Regions from separate parts of the Zea mays genome. Here region 2 is linked to region 1. Evidence: chromatin contacts called from public Hi-C data. All regions are on one chromosome and are shown on one strand. The core of a region is the stretch at or near the end of the contact, and the rest is flanking DNA. Distances in the headings are between cores, read along the strand shown.

Region 1 (7,948 bases), core at 2,427-4,926:
TATGGGAAACAGTAATGGGAATATTGATGCGTATTGGATGGCCATAGACAACACTTTTGGACTCCAAGGAGGTTTTATATGGGACTGGGCTGATCAGGTATCACCTATTTACTTCCATCCGCTCTTGACCTTTGCGAGATTCTAGTTTCTATAAGCCTCTAGGACTTTATTATGTGTCTCACTGGTTGGGTCAAGGTATGACTTATGACCTGCTTCTTTGATGAGTGGATAAAGTAGAACATGATTATAACAAGCCAATTTTCTTTTCTTTAACTTCCATAATTGCCTAAAAACCTTGTCAAGCTAATCTAGTACTCCCTCCATCTCAAATCATAAGTCATTTCAACTTTCTTGGAGAGTCAAAACATCTCAAATTTAGCCAAAGTTATAGAGAGAATTGCAAAGAATAATGACATCAAATCGGTAATACTGTGAAAATATAATTAATGAAGAATCTAATTATACTTATTTGGTATCATAAATGTTATTATTTTATTGTATAAATTTGGTCAAATCTGAGATGCTTTGACTCTCCAAGAAAGTATATTTTGTGGAGTACATTGGTACAATTTACAAGTGAAATGCTATAACTTACAAGTGAAATGCTATAACTTACAAGTGAAATGCTATAAAATATATCATTGATGAATTTTATTTATTTTCTTATACTATAACCATCATTTGTTTCTCACCACGATACTTTCCCTTTGTTTCAAGGGTTTACTGAAGGAGGACTCAGATGGGTCTAAATTTTGGGCATATGGCGGCGACTTTGGAGATACTCCAAATGACTCCAATTTTTGCCTCAATGGCATTGTGTGGCCTGATCGGACGATTCACCCAGCTCTTCATGGTAACCCGGAAATACTAGGGGGAAATGTTTGTCTTGGTTATCAATGTGTTAAACTAATATCTTTGTCTCTAAAGTCATTGGATGCCAACTTGGTTGACCAAATTGATTCTGGTTGCAGAAGTAAAATACCTTCACCAGCCTATCAAAATATCATCAGCAGATAATATGCTTAAGGTAACCTCTGGTTGATGTTTGCTAGTCATCGAGTTATTTTCTTATGTGCTTTGTGCTTCTAATAGCTCCATTATGATCACTCAGATTGAAAATGGACACTTTTTTGAGACAACAGAAGCTTTGGACTTCAGTTGGGTTCTTCATGGAGATGGTTGTGTCTTGGGCTCTGGTCCATTGAATATTCCAACTTTGGCACCACAAACTAGTCAGCTCATCAACATGGAATCATCACCTTGGTTTGCCCTTTGGAGTGCCTGTGCAGCAAAAGAAGTATTTTTGTCTGTGAATGTGAAACAAAGGCATGAAACACGATGGGCTAAAGCTGGTCATCTCTTGGCTTCAGCACAACTGTGTTTGCCTCAGAAAAATGGCTTTGTCCCCAGCGTATGTTTTCTCAGCCTGATCTTGTTTACTACTATACTCCTGTTTGGCTGTTTCGTCCTCATCGTCTAACAGCTTAATACTATTTTACTCCTGTTTCGTCCTCATTGTCTCACAGCTTAGTGTTACTTTACTCCTGTTTCTTCCTCGTTGTCTTACAGCTTAATATCATCTTCAGGTGATAGCATTGTCCAGTAGCCCTTTGGTCTGTGAACGCATTGGTGATAATGTAACCATCTGCAAGAATAATGCCTGGAAAATTAAAGTAAACAGTCAGTTGGGAACAATCGACAGCTGGAAGGTATGTAGAATGTTCATGGGGAGTTAAGAAACATGGTGTCCATACTTGTATGTAGTCAATTAATAAAATTATTAATACATGCCAACAGCACTAACCTAGGAAAAGTGTAAATCAAGTGGACTGATAAATCTGTCATAGAATGCCCTGTACTCATAGGTATATCTCCATCGCGTCTTGGGTGCAAGCGCGATCAGCATTATGTTGGTTTAAAGGTCCCAATAGTAATTGGCTTTACATAGAGAAAGGAACCAAAGCCTTAAAAGTTAAAACTCATGGTTCTTTTGCAAACAACAGGTCAACGACGTTGAGCTTATGAGCAAGGGGATACTCCCATGCTTTTGGCGCGCACCAACTGACAACGACAAAGGAGGTTTCTTCACCAAGCCATATGACTCGCGATGGAGAGAAGCCTTCCTCGACAATGTCTCGTTCCACAGCAGCCAGTTCTCTGTCAAGGAGTTGCCGGACAACACCGTGGAGTTCTCCACCCTCTACTACGGTGTTCCCGGGCACCTACCCAAGCCTGACGACGAAGCCTCCGAGTCCATTCTCTTCCGGGTGAAGATGGTATGCCGGATCCACGGGTCAGGCGACGTGGTTCTCGACTACGAGGTAAACCCCAGGAGCGACCTCCCTCCCCTTCCCCGGGTGGGCGTCGTGTTCAGCGCCGGGAGGTCCCTGAGCCACGTCACGTGGTACGGGCGCGGGCCCTTCGAGTGCTACCCGGACCGCAAGGCGGCGGCGCACGTCGGCGTGTACGAGAGCAGCGTGGAGGAGCTGCACGTGCCGTACATTGCCCCCGTGGAGTGCGGCGGGCGGGCGGACGTCAGGTGGGTGGCACTCCGCGACGCCGGCGGGCTCGGCCTGTACGCGTCGGCGCACGGCGGCTCCCCGCCGATGCAGATGAGCGCGAGCTACTACGGCGCCGCGGAGCTGGACAGGGCAACGCACGTCCACAGGCTGGTGAAGGGGGACGACATCGAGGTGGGGAAGCTTTTTGTTTTTGCTTTTGAGCTCCTGGCTGGCATCGGCCGAGCTGCTGCGAAGTGGTCGGGGAGGAGTGATGGCTCTCGGCTTCGTGTTTGTTTCGCAGGTGCATCTTGACCACAGGCACATGGGGCTGGGCGGCGACGACAGCTGGTCGCCGTGCGTGCACGAGCAGTACCTGCTGCCGCCGACGCGGTACGCCTTCTCCCTGCGGCTCTGCCCCCTGCTGCCGTCGTCGTCGTGCCATGACATCTACAGGTCTCAGCTCCCCAGCTGATGGTGCCGTGTGCCGGAGACCCGTCGACGTCGAGCCTTGGGAAACAACAATGAACGCAATGGCCTGGCCAGTGAATGAAAGTATATAATATTGTAATAAAGCAGAGACGTATTAGCTCCTGCAACGGCCTCGCGATCGCCTGGATATGTCTATGCTGAGGGGGTGTTTAGTTAACTAATAACCTAACTACATATGGCGCCAAGTTACTAAAACTTAATAAATAACTATTACTAACTAATAAATAGTAACTGAATTCCTAACTTAATAAATACTTCCTCCGTTTATAAATATATGACACCGTTGATTTTTTAAAAACAACTTAGATCACTCGTCTTATTAAAAAAAATAATGAGTTACCATTTATTTTTTATGGTTTATTTGATCACTTAAGATAGTTTGTGCTTGATTTAAAATTTTACTTTTTTTAAAAAAATATTTTAAATAAGATGAGTGGTCAAAATTTTCGAAAAAAAGTTAACAGTGTCATATATTTGTGAACGGAGGTAGTAGTAAGTACCTAAGTAGCTAACCTACTACTAACTAGCTACCAACAAAATTAATAGCTATATAAACTAGTATATAGCTCGTGTTAACACTACGATCAGCGACATGAGGGGAGGGATTGACGGCGGCATCAGCGACACGAGGGGAGGGGTTGGTGGTGGCCGCACGAGTGAAGGGGGTGGGGAGGAGGTTATGGGATAGGGTCTCGGTGAGGGAGAGGAGGGATGATCCAAATAATATTGTCCATTAGATTTGAATAAGAGAGGGAGTATCCAACGATCTGAACCGTTGATTTTGATGGTTTGCTAAGTTTGCGTGTAATTTGTTTGGTGGATTTAGTGAAGTTTATGGGTGTAGGGGTGATTTGGTTGATGTGCCTTGCAAAGTCTAAACTGATGGATTATATAGCGTTATAAATAAACAACTACTGCTACTCTACTAGTTAATAACTACACTAGTATAATATTCATGTGTTCGACAAAATTTTCTTAATTCTAATTGTCCGGGCGTATTGTGGCGGACGACATATAAATATTCGATAAAATGTTAACTCATAACAATCATCGACTTCAGTATATCACATATTCTTTACTAGCAACCACCGATGGGAAAGGTAATGCTGGGGTGCGGCGGCGGCGTTTGGCGAGTCGGAGGCCAGCAATATAGCCTTGATGTTGCCTATGGCTTTGCAGAAGAATTTGGGTGAGGGAAGCGGTGATGGGAACTAGATCAGCTACTTCAGCAAAAGGAGGTACTAGTCCCCTGTCTCTACTATTTTGACCACTTTGTTTCTTAACACTAGCCTTTTATTTCTAATTTACATGTACTGACGTAGTTATGTATCCTCAATCTGCTAGCCCATTATTTTTTGTCTTGATTCACCTTGTAGAGTATAATTATACCTCCTTTTCATGTTTCAAAAGGCAGAGATGAAACAATTTGCCAAGAGTGATATTTTTGTTCTCAAGCAACATTATGAAAAGAAATTAGATGACTTGGAACAAGAAAATAAAGCTCTTCAGGTTTTTACTAGCTTACCTTGCGGACACTATGCTCTTTTTTCCCCTGAATTCTTGTTTGTAGAAAGAAATAGAGAATCTTCACCATGCATTAACCAATGTATGTTCTTCTATGGATGAGAATGCTCAAAAACTGAAAGAAAACTATCTTCAGAAGCTGAATGCACTTGAATCCCAGGTTTGTACATTCAGCTAAATGCTTGTTGCATTGCATTTCTCATCATATGCTAAGAACACACCATTTGCAGGTCCATGAGCTCAAGAAACAAAAAAGTGATGAGGCAGCAAAGCGTTTACAAGAAGATATTCAGCATATAAAATCTCAGAAGGTGTTTTTTCCTCAAAATGTTTCTTAATGCGATTTAAGTTTTTTTCCTGACATATATTCCTTTCATTCCATGTAGGATCAGCTTCAACAAAAGGCCAAGCAAGAGTCTGAAAAATTTATGTCTTGGAAGGCTGCCCCTGAAAAGGAAGTAATACAGGTACTTGTTCTTAACATGTTGATCATGTTTATGAACTTCTTTCTCAAAGATCTCGTTGTGATAGTGCTGTATATCCATTAATTAGCTCAAGAAGGAAGGGAGACGAAATGAATATGACATGCACAAGCTCTTGGCTTTAAATCAGAGGCAAAAAATGGTAAATTCTTCATTTTTCCTCTTTCAGCTTTAAGATAGCATGATTGTCGCCTACACCATTCTGCTTGAAATTGTAGGTCTTACAGAGGAAAACTGAAGAAGCAGCAGCTGCTACAAAAAGATTCATGGAGTTGCTGGAAGCAAAGAACTCATCACTTGAGACATATGGTAGGAAGTGATGTCCAATGGCTTCATATTTTTACCATTAGGTTTCATGTGTGCTCATTATTCCTAGCTGGTTATACTTTTACTAGTTTTGGTTTCTTGTTTTTACAGGCAGTGGAAATGCTTCGGGGATGCAGGTATCCTTCGAGAAATCTTTGTTAGGGAATGAATAAACTATTTCCCATCTGTGTTCTGTAACGTGTCTGAAACATTATTTTTATGTCACTAGGCCTTAATGCGAGCTGTTGATGATGAACTGGAAGTCACTATAAGAGCACATGAATTACGCTCGTATTACCAGCGACAAATGCAAGAGTAAGTCTTTGTTTTGCATTGATAATTTGTAGATCCTGACCTTCTAGAGTTTTCGTTATTTTGTGGTGCGCTATATGCATGTATGAGCATTATTTTTGGGCAATTTTTTTATGATGAGATAGATAGATTTGTAGTTATTCAATTAAATATGAACTCAAGATAATTTGCTATTGTGCTCCCTTGTTGTTAGACCACTTGAGAATTAGATTTGGGCCAATCCATAGGGCAGTGACTATAAATATTGAATAGGTTTGCTTCCTTCTGCCATGCTGTTTGATTTCCCAACACATAATTCTGTGAAGAGAAATAATGGGCTAGTAGTAAGATTTTGCACTAACCATAATATAAATTCAAATTCCTGGCGAAACCGTGGCATCATTAACTGTCTCCAAAAATACTGACTTGATATACCTATATCAATCATTCACCCCTTTTCTTTCTAACCTTAGCGACATAATATGTGAACTGTAGTTGAAATATGATTAACCTGAGCAGCATAATATTTATATATTAATATATGTACTGTAATTTAAATATGGTGGATTCTTTATACATTTTGTACAACATTAGCTTTGGACAACTGCCCCTGTTTGAAATTTCTTTTTTCCTCCTTAAAACAGGAGAGCAGCAATATCCAAGGAAATAGCAAAGCTGGAGGAGGAACCAAAGCACAAGATGAGGTTTGGTGATTTACATCTCTTTTGCTTTTAGGGGTTAAGTGATCTGTTTCAGTGTCTCTGAATTGTCGCTTATTAGCTGTTATTTCTGTAGTGATTGTCCTCAAGCTATGTCTCCTAGTGCTAGAAGTTTTAGGATATCAGCATTAGAGAACATGTCCTCATCATCAAGCGCTATGGTGTCTATGGCTTCTCAACTATCAGAAGCAGAGGAGCGGGAGCGGGTATTCAATGGTAAAGGTAGATGGTATCATGTCAGGTCCCTCCCAGAGGCAGAGAACATAATGAACCACCTTTTCCAGTTAGCATCATCTTCAAGGTATGCTATAATTTGCATCCCTTCAAAGGATTTTATGATGGATGCTATGTATGTGCATTCTTGGTTTGCAGATTCTTATTTTCTGTATTTTGCTTTTAGGTGTAAAGAAAAAGAACACACCATTATGGAATTGAAGGAAAAGGTGGTTGTGCTTAATAGTGAAATCAGGCAGTTAGAAACACAAGCGACGGATCTAAGGAGCACAAATAAGAGGACATATCCTGTGCAATCACTCATTTTGGTGCAAGCGTGCAATCAAACTATCCAGAGCATCCAATCTAGATCCAACGGTTTCATATGGAAGGGGTTAAAAGTAAAATAGGTACTATGTTTTAGATGGAAGGGGTTAAATATAAAATAACAGTCATCATTAGATCTATATCGGATGCACCAGATCGCTTGATTGCATGCTTGCACCAGGATAAGTGATTGCATAGGATATTTTCCCCACAAATAAGCAGGTAAAGATTCTCCCAGTTTGTACTGTGCAAATTCGATGACGCAAAAGTATAAAATTATTGTGTACAATATTTAGATATAACTTCGTGATCATGCACATGCTAACACTTTCTAGTTTCTACTAATCGGTAGCTTTTCAATGGATTGAACAATTCAAAGAAATCTGCTAGGTCGAATGGCACTGGATTTGCTCCACGTCAGGTATTTTTCTTTGAGTGTTTTCAAGTTTATCTAGTGATATTCGTGGTAAGTATGCAATCTTTGCGGTTTTTCTTGTTAGATATGTCTGACCATTCCTCGTACATGCATAGTGTTCGACCTTCCCAGCGTTTTGGTTATAGCAAGGACAACTTCAATTGGGTGGACGATATGGACATTTCAGACAGTGAGCAGTTGGATGAGTTAGAGGGTATGCGTGATGGATCTGATTCAGACTCGGTACAGTCGACCAGGAAAGGCAGAAACACACCAGTCAAGAGCGTGTAGCCATTCAAATCCTAACCTGGATCGTCAAAATACACACAGACGATGCAAAGCCAGAGAAGCCCTCAGACGAAAAAGTGCAGTTTGCCCGAAACTATTCCATCGGACGGCTGTTCCTGCTCAAAAGCCTCATCATGCAAGACCAAGAAGTGCCAGTGCAGAGGCTCAGGTGCACAATGCGGTGCAGGCTGTGGTTGTAAGGATTCCAAATGTACATTGTGGCATCACCTCATTCTGTGTGCAACTGTTGTGTTCTCAGGTTAAAAAGTGGCGCAATTCAGCAGTTCAACCCGTCCTTGGATCTTTACTTCCCTCCGAGCCAGAGACACCGAAGCTGCCCCTCGGAACAGCGCCGACATTCCCCTAAAGCTACCGAGGGCCATGGCAACTCCT
Region 2 (7,948 bases), core at 3,856-6,355, 620 kb before region 1:
TGTGGAGCGTTTGCTGATAAAATTTACTGTTTTAAGTTAAAACATATTTGTTATACTTAAAACCAAGCAATTTGTTCCCATCTGCTTAGCTGTTGGCACAATTTCTCTTGAATTTACTTTGCACTTGTTCTTGTCTCTTTATAGAATCAACTCCTGCACTTGTACAGCTGAGCCTGATCTATATTTACTGTTCTGGTGTTTGCTTTGCAGGACGATCAAGTGTCGGCATCTCAAATAATCAATACAATGTGGAATTCATTGAAAGGACGGCCAGTTCTGGTGCTGCATTTCTTTCAGATGTGCCTACGATATTTGTTACAAGAGACAACTTTGAGTTATTTGTAGTATTTTGTAGGGCCGTATATACCAAGGGAAGGAGCCACCACAATTTGTTGCTCTTTTCCAGCCCATGGTTATCTTGAAGGTAAGACTACCAAACATATTTTTTTGCCTCCATTATTTTATTTTATTTTTCAGTCATGCATTTGTAGCTCACCTTTGTATACGATCTAAATAATGTATATGCATAATTTATTTCTGGCAAAATAAATTATGTAGGGTGGAATCGGATCTGGATACAAGAAGCTCATAGAAGAAAAAGGTGCTATGGGTGAGACTTATACTACTGAAGGCATAGCTCTAATTCGAGTATCTGAGACATCTATCTACAACAACAAGACTCTTCAAGTAGATGCGGTACTACCTATCTCTTTCTACTAGATGCTGATGATTTTTTTTTTCTATTGAAGGCTCTTTGATTTACAAATATAATGTGCTAGTGTGGTGTGGTATTTTAGGATAGATTGGTTCAACATTTACTACCTTTGAAATTCAGTTGCTTATCCTTTGAGCTGATCGGTTATTGATTTATAGGTAGCAACGTCTTTAAGCTCAACGGAGTCTTTCGTACTGCAATCTGGAAATGCTATGTTTACATGGTTTGGCAATTCTAGCACATATGAGCAACAGCAGTGGGCAGCAAAAGTTGCTGAATTTTTGAAGGTATGAGGGCACCTTTAGACAGTTTTAAGCCAACCAATTAAAATTTCTTGCATTTTTAAGTTCTATGATCAATTGAGGGTTTTCCTCTTGTTCAATATCCCCTTCTGTGTATGAGAGCACAGTGCACAGAGCACCCTTTGGTGTTCTGCATGTGCTTTAGCGCTCCAAGAGTTGCTATTGAGGTCACTTGCCCTGGCAAGTGGCAACTAAACCTCTTATTTAACTGAGGGGCTATTGGTGGCCACTTTTTTTCCGTGGTGCTTTTTTTTTGTATTTTGGGGTCTGGAAAGGCACTTTGCCTCTTTTCCTTGTATTTCTGTCTTCTTAATGAAATGACATGCAATTCTCCTGCCTAGTTTGAGGGAAAAATCCGCTTCTAACATTTGAATATTTTCAATCTTACAGCCTGGCGTTGCAGTGAAGCACTGCAAGGAGGGGACAGAGAGTTCTGCTTTCTGGTTTGCTCTTGGAGGGAAACAGAGTTATACAAATAAAAACACTCCTCAGGATATTATTACTAGAGAGCCTCACTTGTATGCATTCTCATTCAAGAACGGTCAGTTGCTGTAGATTTTGTACATACTTTCATGCAGTTGTATATCCGTATGAAATTTCTGTTTCCTTTCATTCATTTTTGGGATATCTTTATTATACAACTTTCTGATCTAATTGTCATTTTATTGTTTGGTTTTGTTTATGCTACGATTATTGTCATTAACCAGGGAGACTGGAGGTCGGTCCTCTTACACTTGCTCTTCTTAGATCTATATTTTGTTTTGGCATCTGATTTTATGGGCTTATTCAGGTTACTGAGATCTTCAACTTTTCTCAAGATGATTTGTTAACTGAAGACATGATGGTACTTGACACACATGGTGAAGTTTTCATTTGGATTGGTCAGTATGTGGAATCAAAAGAGAAACAGAAGGCATTTGACATTGGCCAGGTATCAACTGAAGCCCTGACCTTATTCAAGTAGTCAGTTCCTGTTTGCTGTTGTTCTGTATGCGTAACGACTTTTCCACCAGAAATACGTGGAGCATGCAAATTCTATTGAAGATCTTTCTCCACATGTACCACTATATAAAGTCATGGAAGGGAATGAGCCATGCTTCTTCAAGACGTACTTTTCTTGGGATAACACAAAATCTTTGGTATGATGTCGGCTATCTTTCTATTTTATTATGCTTTTGCTGTTCTTGTACTTGGGCTGGGCTTCTTGTACTCAGTCCACTTTGGACCTTTTCCTCCTTAATATAATGAATTAATAATGCACAGCTCTCCTGCATTATGCTTTTGCTGTACTGTCTGATATTAGTCATAAAAAATATTAGCCATATTTTGCTCTAAGGTTATTTTCTTGTTATAATCTGCATCCTGCATACTTTGCACAGGTTCATGGAAATTCCTTCCAGAAGAAACTCTCGCTGCTTTTTGGATTGCGTTCTGAGGTAAACCTGAGATTTTAGGTTTGAGTTACATATTGAAAAAACATATGCATATATGCATGTTTTTTTTAATGAGTTTCTTTTGGATATTATCAACTCCGTTGCTAAGTTGTTTTTATAAGATGGATGTAGTATTTGCATGAATAACTATTTCTTGAACTGTAGAAAGGTTACAATGGACCATTATTTGGAAATGCAAATCTATATCTATATTACTCTATTAAGAACCTAATGTGGCACCTGGTGCTACCACGGCTTCACCCTCCCCACGCCTAGCGCCTGCAAAAAATAGTGCAGAACGAGCACTCGAACCCCACCTGTCTATTCCAGAAATTTAAGACTAACCACTAGACCACACGTACCATAGTGTTTAGAAATAAACAAAATATATATTTATAGCCTAGGCGCCGCTCCCCCGCCTCGTGGCAACGCACGAGCACATTCCTAGTAGACTAGTACACATTAAGGTACTACAATCTTTACAACAGTCCTTTTGTAGGGTGCACCTAGGAGCTCTGGTAATGGTGGGCCAACTCAGAGGGCATCTGCATTAGCAGCTCTATCATCCGCATTCAATCCATCATCTCAACAAAGGCTGGTAAGTTTGAAAGTTGAAACCGTTGATTTGACTTCTCACAAAAATGTCTACATTTTGTCTAAAAGAGTGGTACATTCTTTAAGAAAAAATTGATGTAACTACCTTCTTGATCCTTCTTTTCAGTCTAATGAGAGGCCTAAAAGCACAGGCGATGGACCCACGCAACGTGCCTCAGCACTGGCTGCCTTATCTAATGCATTCAACCCATCCTTAAAACCCAAAACATCACCTCCATCTCGCTCAGGTCGAGGTTCTCAAAGAGCAGCTGCTGTAGCTGCTCTATCCTCTGTGCTGACTGCTGAGCAATCTGGATCTTCAGAATTTCTACGATCCAAAGCTAGCAACACAGCATATAAGACTGGTAGAGCTGCACCTTCCTTTTCAATTTATCATTCATTAAAGAATAGCTTGGCAAATGTAGGGGGCGAAGGTTCTTACTTTCTTTGGATTCTCAAATATGTATTCTTTTCCAGTTTATCATTATTTAGGCATTTTGGGTTCTCTGATCTGTATTCCTCGTTTCTCTGAAATGTTTTTGTATTGTCTTTGCAAATTTTAGCCCTAGAAGTCTATAGTCATGTTTATTTGATTTTGTTGGTACACCTTTGCCTTTTTTATAGTTATGACTAATGGGATGCACATAGATGAAGGCCACTACCACTTTGCTGGCCCATTTATCGCTTCAAAGTTTGACACCTTGGATCAATGCAGATGTCGACCGGATTGTCATAACTCCAGCTGGCCCATCAGGCCCATCTTCTCCTCAGTCTGAAGCTGGGGAGTCCAATGTGTTTCACCAGGAAAAAGATGCTGCAGCAGATGGGGCACCGCCTGACACTGATGGAGCAGTGGCTGAGGCCGGAGAGGAAGAAACAACGGAAAATGTTGGTGAAGCGACATTTAGCTATGACCGCTTGATATCCAAATCCACCGATCCAGTTCGTGGGATAGATTACAAACGCAGAGAGGTTTGTGCCTGCACCCGTCCCCCCAGCATCCTTGAAGTGGTGAATTTTCTCTAGTGAGTAGTTATGGAGTTTTTTTTCTTGGTTCCTTGTACCAGTAAGTAACCACAGCCTTTCGCCTGCAGCTAAATCACTTGCTTCTCTTGTATTGATGCATTTGGTTCCATTGGTTCTCTTTAGACGACTCCTTATCACATTTGTCCACACATATATTCTTTTGTTGCTCGTTTGGCCAAGTATATTCATGTTGGGAGTTAGGCTTACATTGAACCTTGCTGGGCCAATCTTGCTGAAGCACTCTATTGATTCTGCAGGCATACTTATCAGATAGTGAATTCCAAACTGTTTTTGGCATGACCAAGGATGCATTCTACCGACAGCCAAATTGGAAGCAAGAACTACAGAAGCGAAAAGCAGATCTTTTCTAAAGAGAACAAGCCTTGTTACCAGTGGTCTGCTACAGTATGCAATCCTCTTGTCGTGAATGGTCGGTCCCATGAGAGTTGGTGTATTAATATATTGTTGGTCGTTTCTGAGGACGGTCTACTGGTGGCTTTGCACGGTTGTTTCTTTTTTGGCAACCAATTTTATAGGTCAATTCTTTTATTTGTATATGGCCTGGGTTGTGCTGCTTGCGAGGTCCTAAGATGCTTCTTTGTTCTTCTTTGTGAATGTCCATATGTGTATATCATTTTCTACTCGCCAGTTTGTTACGTACGGGCATTTCCTGGCAGGTTCGTCATTGCATTGTCATCTATATGTCTTGCACACGAAATATTTGTGCTGTCCGTTTTGCTGTTAATGGTTGGCAGTTGTTTGGGATTTGAACACTTGGCTGAATTCCATCATTTTCGTGTGGCTGTTGGCGCATGCTTGTCATTTCTAAATAGAAAATTAGATTTGTCTAGTGTCTGGATCAGCAGTTGTAGAAAGTGGAATTAGACCAGATTATGCTCATTGTTATCTCATGTTTTTTATCACAAACAAACACGATCATTCTACTGGTAAGCGGTTATTTCATGTACCGCCTGGAGCCCTGGACACGGCATTCCTGCCCACCGGCAGTCCGGCATCAGCTCGAGCACGTGCAAGTGCGAGGAGACGGCCGGGCCAAAGGCCGGGGCGGCGGCGCGGGAACCAGGCGGAGGCGGCAGTACTCATAGCAGAACCATACGAAAAAGAAGAAAAATCCTTCGGATTGTAATAGAATTTTGGATTGGGGTTTAAAGTCGGGTCTATAATACACTATAGTTTAGTTTCCTCTGTCCCAATTTATAATTCGTTTCACTTTTTAATCTTAAGTTTAATCACTCGTCTTATTCAAAAAGTTGTGAGAAAGATTTCATTGTGGTTTTATTTATTATCAAATATACTTTACAACATAGATTAACTTTTTTTTTTCATTTTTTTATGAATTTTTTTAAATAAGATGAGTGGTTAAACTTAAGGTTAAAAAAGTCAACGAAGTATATTTTAAAACTGAGGGGGTAGTATTTATAGTAGACAGATATAAGAACATTGTATCCAAAAACGAGGTGGAGTGAGATAAACATAGCTGTATCAGTTCTCCGACGAACAGGCAAACAGCAGCTGCAATCCCCAACTGGCATCAGATCAAGTCCACTGTCTTCTTCAATGCCAGTGCAAGGCTGCAAGCCCTCCGCGCCCAGCCAATCGATTAACATAAAAGATAAAAACCAAACTAAGCAAGCAAATTGGCTCAAAGATTTACCAACGTAGAAATCTCCAGAGGATCACAACAACCCGATAAGCGTGCGTGATCAGCAGCTGCTGGTGCAGAATATGATGAAGGCACATCTACTCTCTACCAGCAACTGATCATCAGGTGAGGTGACCTAGAGGCCGAGGCACTGCATTGCTGGTGACGCAGGTGGAAAATGGCTGGCGGCAGAGAAGGCCAACGGTAACGTCCGAGATCTCCTGAGTTGTAGTTTCATATCTGAAATCCAAGATGAATATGCTGCTCCAAATCTAATTCTTTTGAGTTGAGTTTGTTCCAAACAGTCTCTAAATAAGTTGGATCTTACCCTGAGTTAAGAGCATATCCAACAGCTCTTAATTGATTTAGCTATCAATATCTTAGATTAGTACCTCTCTGACAATATTTGAGATGTAAACAAAGACTATTCTCCAACAGCCTTTTAAAGATCCCCTGAATAAGAAGTTAACTCCCGTCTTGCATGGTGCACGCAATTGAAATGGCGCATGCTCAGCTGCACCTATGGATGACAATCCAAATGTTTCTTTGGGCTCAATTTTAATTAAAAAACGAATAGAAATAAAGTCTGACCCTAATCCTTGAACTGCACCCGCGCATGCACCACACCAACGCCGTCCACCTCGCATCGGGCGCATGCAGCAACTAAAACGGCGCACATCTCTTTCCTAACATGCATGGGAAATGGAAAAAAAAAATAGATAGGGGCGACCATGGTTGGCCTCAAATCTGTACGTGGAGGCTTTGGTTTAAGAGCGTCCAATAATTTAGAGCACGGATACTGAGTTTTTATACTTTTATACTCTTAAACTATTGTTTTGGGAATAGTAATTAGAAGCAGTTGGAGTTGCTCCCAATAAATAGTCTAATGCGGTCTACATAACAATGAACGTGACACTTTGGTACCAAATTTAATTAATTAACTTTTTTTTGGCAAAAGTGTAACGTGACAGTATGGTTGTTGATACCGCGTCCTCACTAACAGGTAAGTGTCCGATCTCAGCAATTAGCATGCGTGCGATCCTGGCAATTAGCTTGCCGTCGTACGGCCGCGTTAGGCGGAAGACATGCACGTCCGGGAAATTAGGTGCATGGCTAATTGTGTTCTTTTTTTTGTCGGTGCAAAAATGTCAAACGCTGTCATATCATGCATGCATCGTCCCGTGCACGCAATTATACATCTAGGCTTTAGTTTGGCCGCAAATTAGCCCAGGGAAGATTTCCCTCCACGTAGTTGAGAACCCAAGTCCTGTCATTTCTCAGGATAATAATCTCAAGAAATATCATTTGAATAAGATATTTAGTTATTTAGGACTTGTCGGGGATCATAATTAGGGGTACCCTCAAGACGCCTAATTCTCAGCTGGTAACCCCCATCAGCATAAAGCTGCAAAGGCCTGATGAGTACGATTAAGTCAGGGATCAGTCCACACGAGTGACTCGATCACGCTTCACCCGAGCCTAGCCTCGGCCAAGGGCAGCCGACCTCGAGAGACTTCCGTCTCGCCCGAGGCCCCCTTTTTATGGCGGACACATCACCGGCTCGCCCGAGGCCTTGGCTTCGCTCAGAAGCAACCTTGACTAAATCGCCACACCGACTGACCAAATTGCAGGGGCATTTAACGCAAAGGTGGCCTGACACCTTTATCCTGACACGCGCCCCCGGCAGAGCCGAAGTGATCGCCGTCACTCCACCGCTCCACTAGCCAGTCTGACAGAAGGACAGCGCCGCCTGCGCCACTCCGACTGCAGTGCCACTCGACAGAGTGAGTCTGACAGGCAGTCAGGCCTTGCCAAAGGCGCCACGGCGAACTCCGCTCCGCCCGACCCCAGGGCTCGGACTCGGGCTAAGACCCGGAAGACGGCGAACTCCGCTCCGCCCGACCCCAGGGCTCGGACTCGGGCTAAGACCCGGAAGACGGCGAACTCCGCTCCGCCCGACCCCAGGGCTCGGACTCGGGCTAAGACCCGGAAGACGGCGAACTCCGCTCCGCCCGACCCCAGGGCTCGGACTCGGGCTAAGACCCGGAAGACGGCGAACTCCGCTCCGCCCGACCCCAGGGCTCGGACTCGGGCTAACACCCGGAAGACGACGAAACTCCGCTTCGCCCGACCCCAGGGCTCGGACTCCGCCCTAGCCTCGGCCGAACGACTTCCGCCTCGCCCGACCCCATGGCTCGGGCTCGGCCACGACAAC

What was found. A called contact is a pair of places that touch in the nucleus more often than the background predicts.
Region 2: a Hi-C map of tassel shows a contact between it and region 1, with 2.3 times the contacts expected there. The contact joins the enhancer-like site here to the promoter of LOC103650724 in region 1. A contact is called at or near these places in 2 of 25 Hi-C or Micro-C datasets (ear and tassel).

The regions. Positions count from the first base shown.
Region 1 is chr3:150,288,089-150,296,036 of Zm-B73-REFERENCE-NAM-5.0, reverse strand. LOC103650724 (kinesin-like protein KIN-4C) reads left to right here and starts at 3,676. Exons shown (of 13, transcript XR_564338.3): 1 at 3,676-4,499; 2 at 4,745-4,825; 3 at 4,901-4,981; 4 at 5,067-5,138; 5 at 5,215-5,305; 6 at 5,414-5,439; 7 at 5,532-5,617; 8 at 6,238-6,297; 9 at 6,389-6,613; 10 at 6,713-7,074; 11 at 7,205-7,273; 12 at 7,384-7,724; 13 at 7,815-7,948. It overlaps LOC100217216, which reads left to right. Exons shown (of 18, transcript NM_001359705.1): 12 at 1-97; 13 at 718-853; 14 at 972-1,027; 15 at 1,112-1,411; 16 at 1,587-1,709; 17 at 2,004-2,693; 18 at 2,803-3,271. The coding sequence ends at 2,973.
Region 2 is chr3:150,913,153-150,921,100 of Zm-B73-REFERENCE-NAM-5.0, reverse strand. LOC100273789 (Villin-2) reads left to right here. Exons shown (of 24, transcript NM_001360444.1): 12 at 211-279; 13 at 356-424; 14 at 559-696; 15 at 874-1,002; 16 at 1,408-1,558; 17 at 1,725-1,735; 18 at 1,808-1,948; 19 at 2,031-2,156; 20 at 2,397-2,453; 21 at 2,950-3,048; 22 at 3,172-3,409; 23 at 3,760-4,016; 24 at 4,328-4,710. The coding sequence ends at 4,441. Among protein-coding and RNA genes, the nearest start is that of LOC100273789, 11 kb to the left of the region's middle. Within about 2 kb of position 5,105, at least 11 of the 20 cell types and tissues checked have an H3K27ac peak or open chromatin away from gene starts, as enhancers often do. A contact at or near this core is called in ear and tassel, where this site is marked.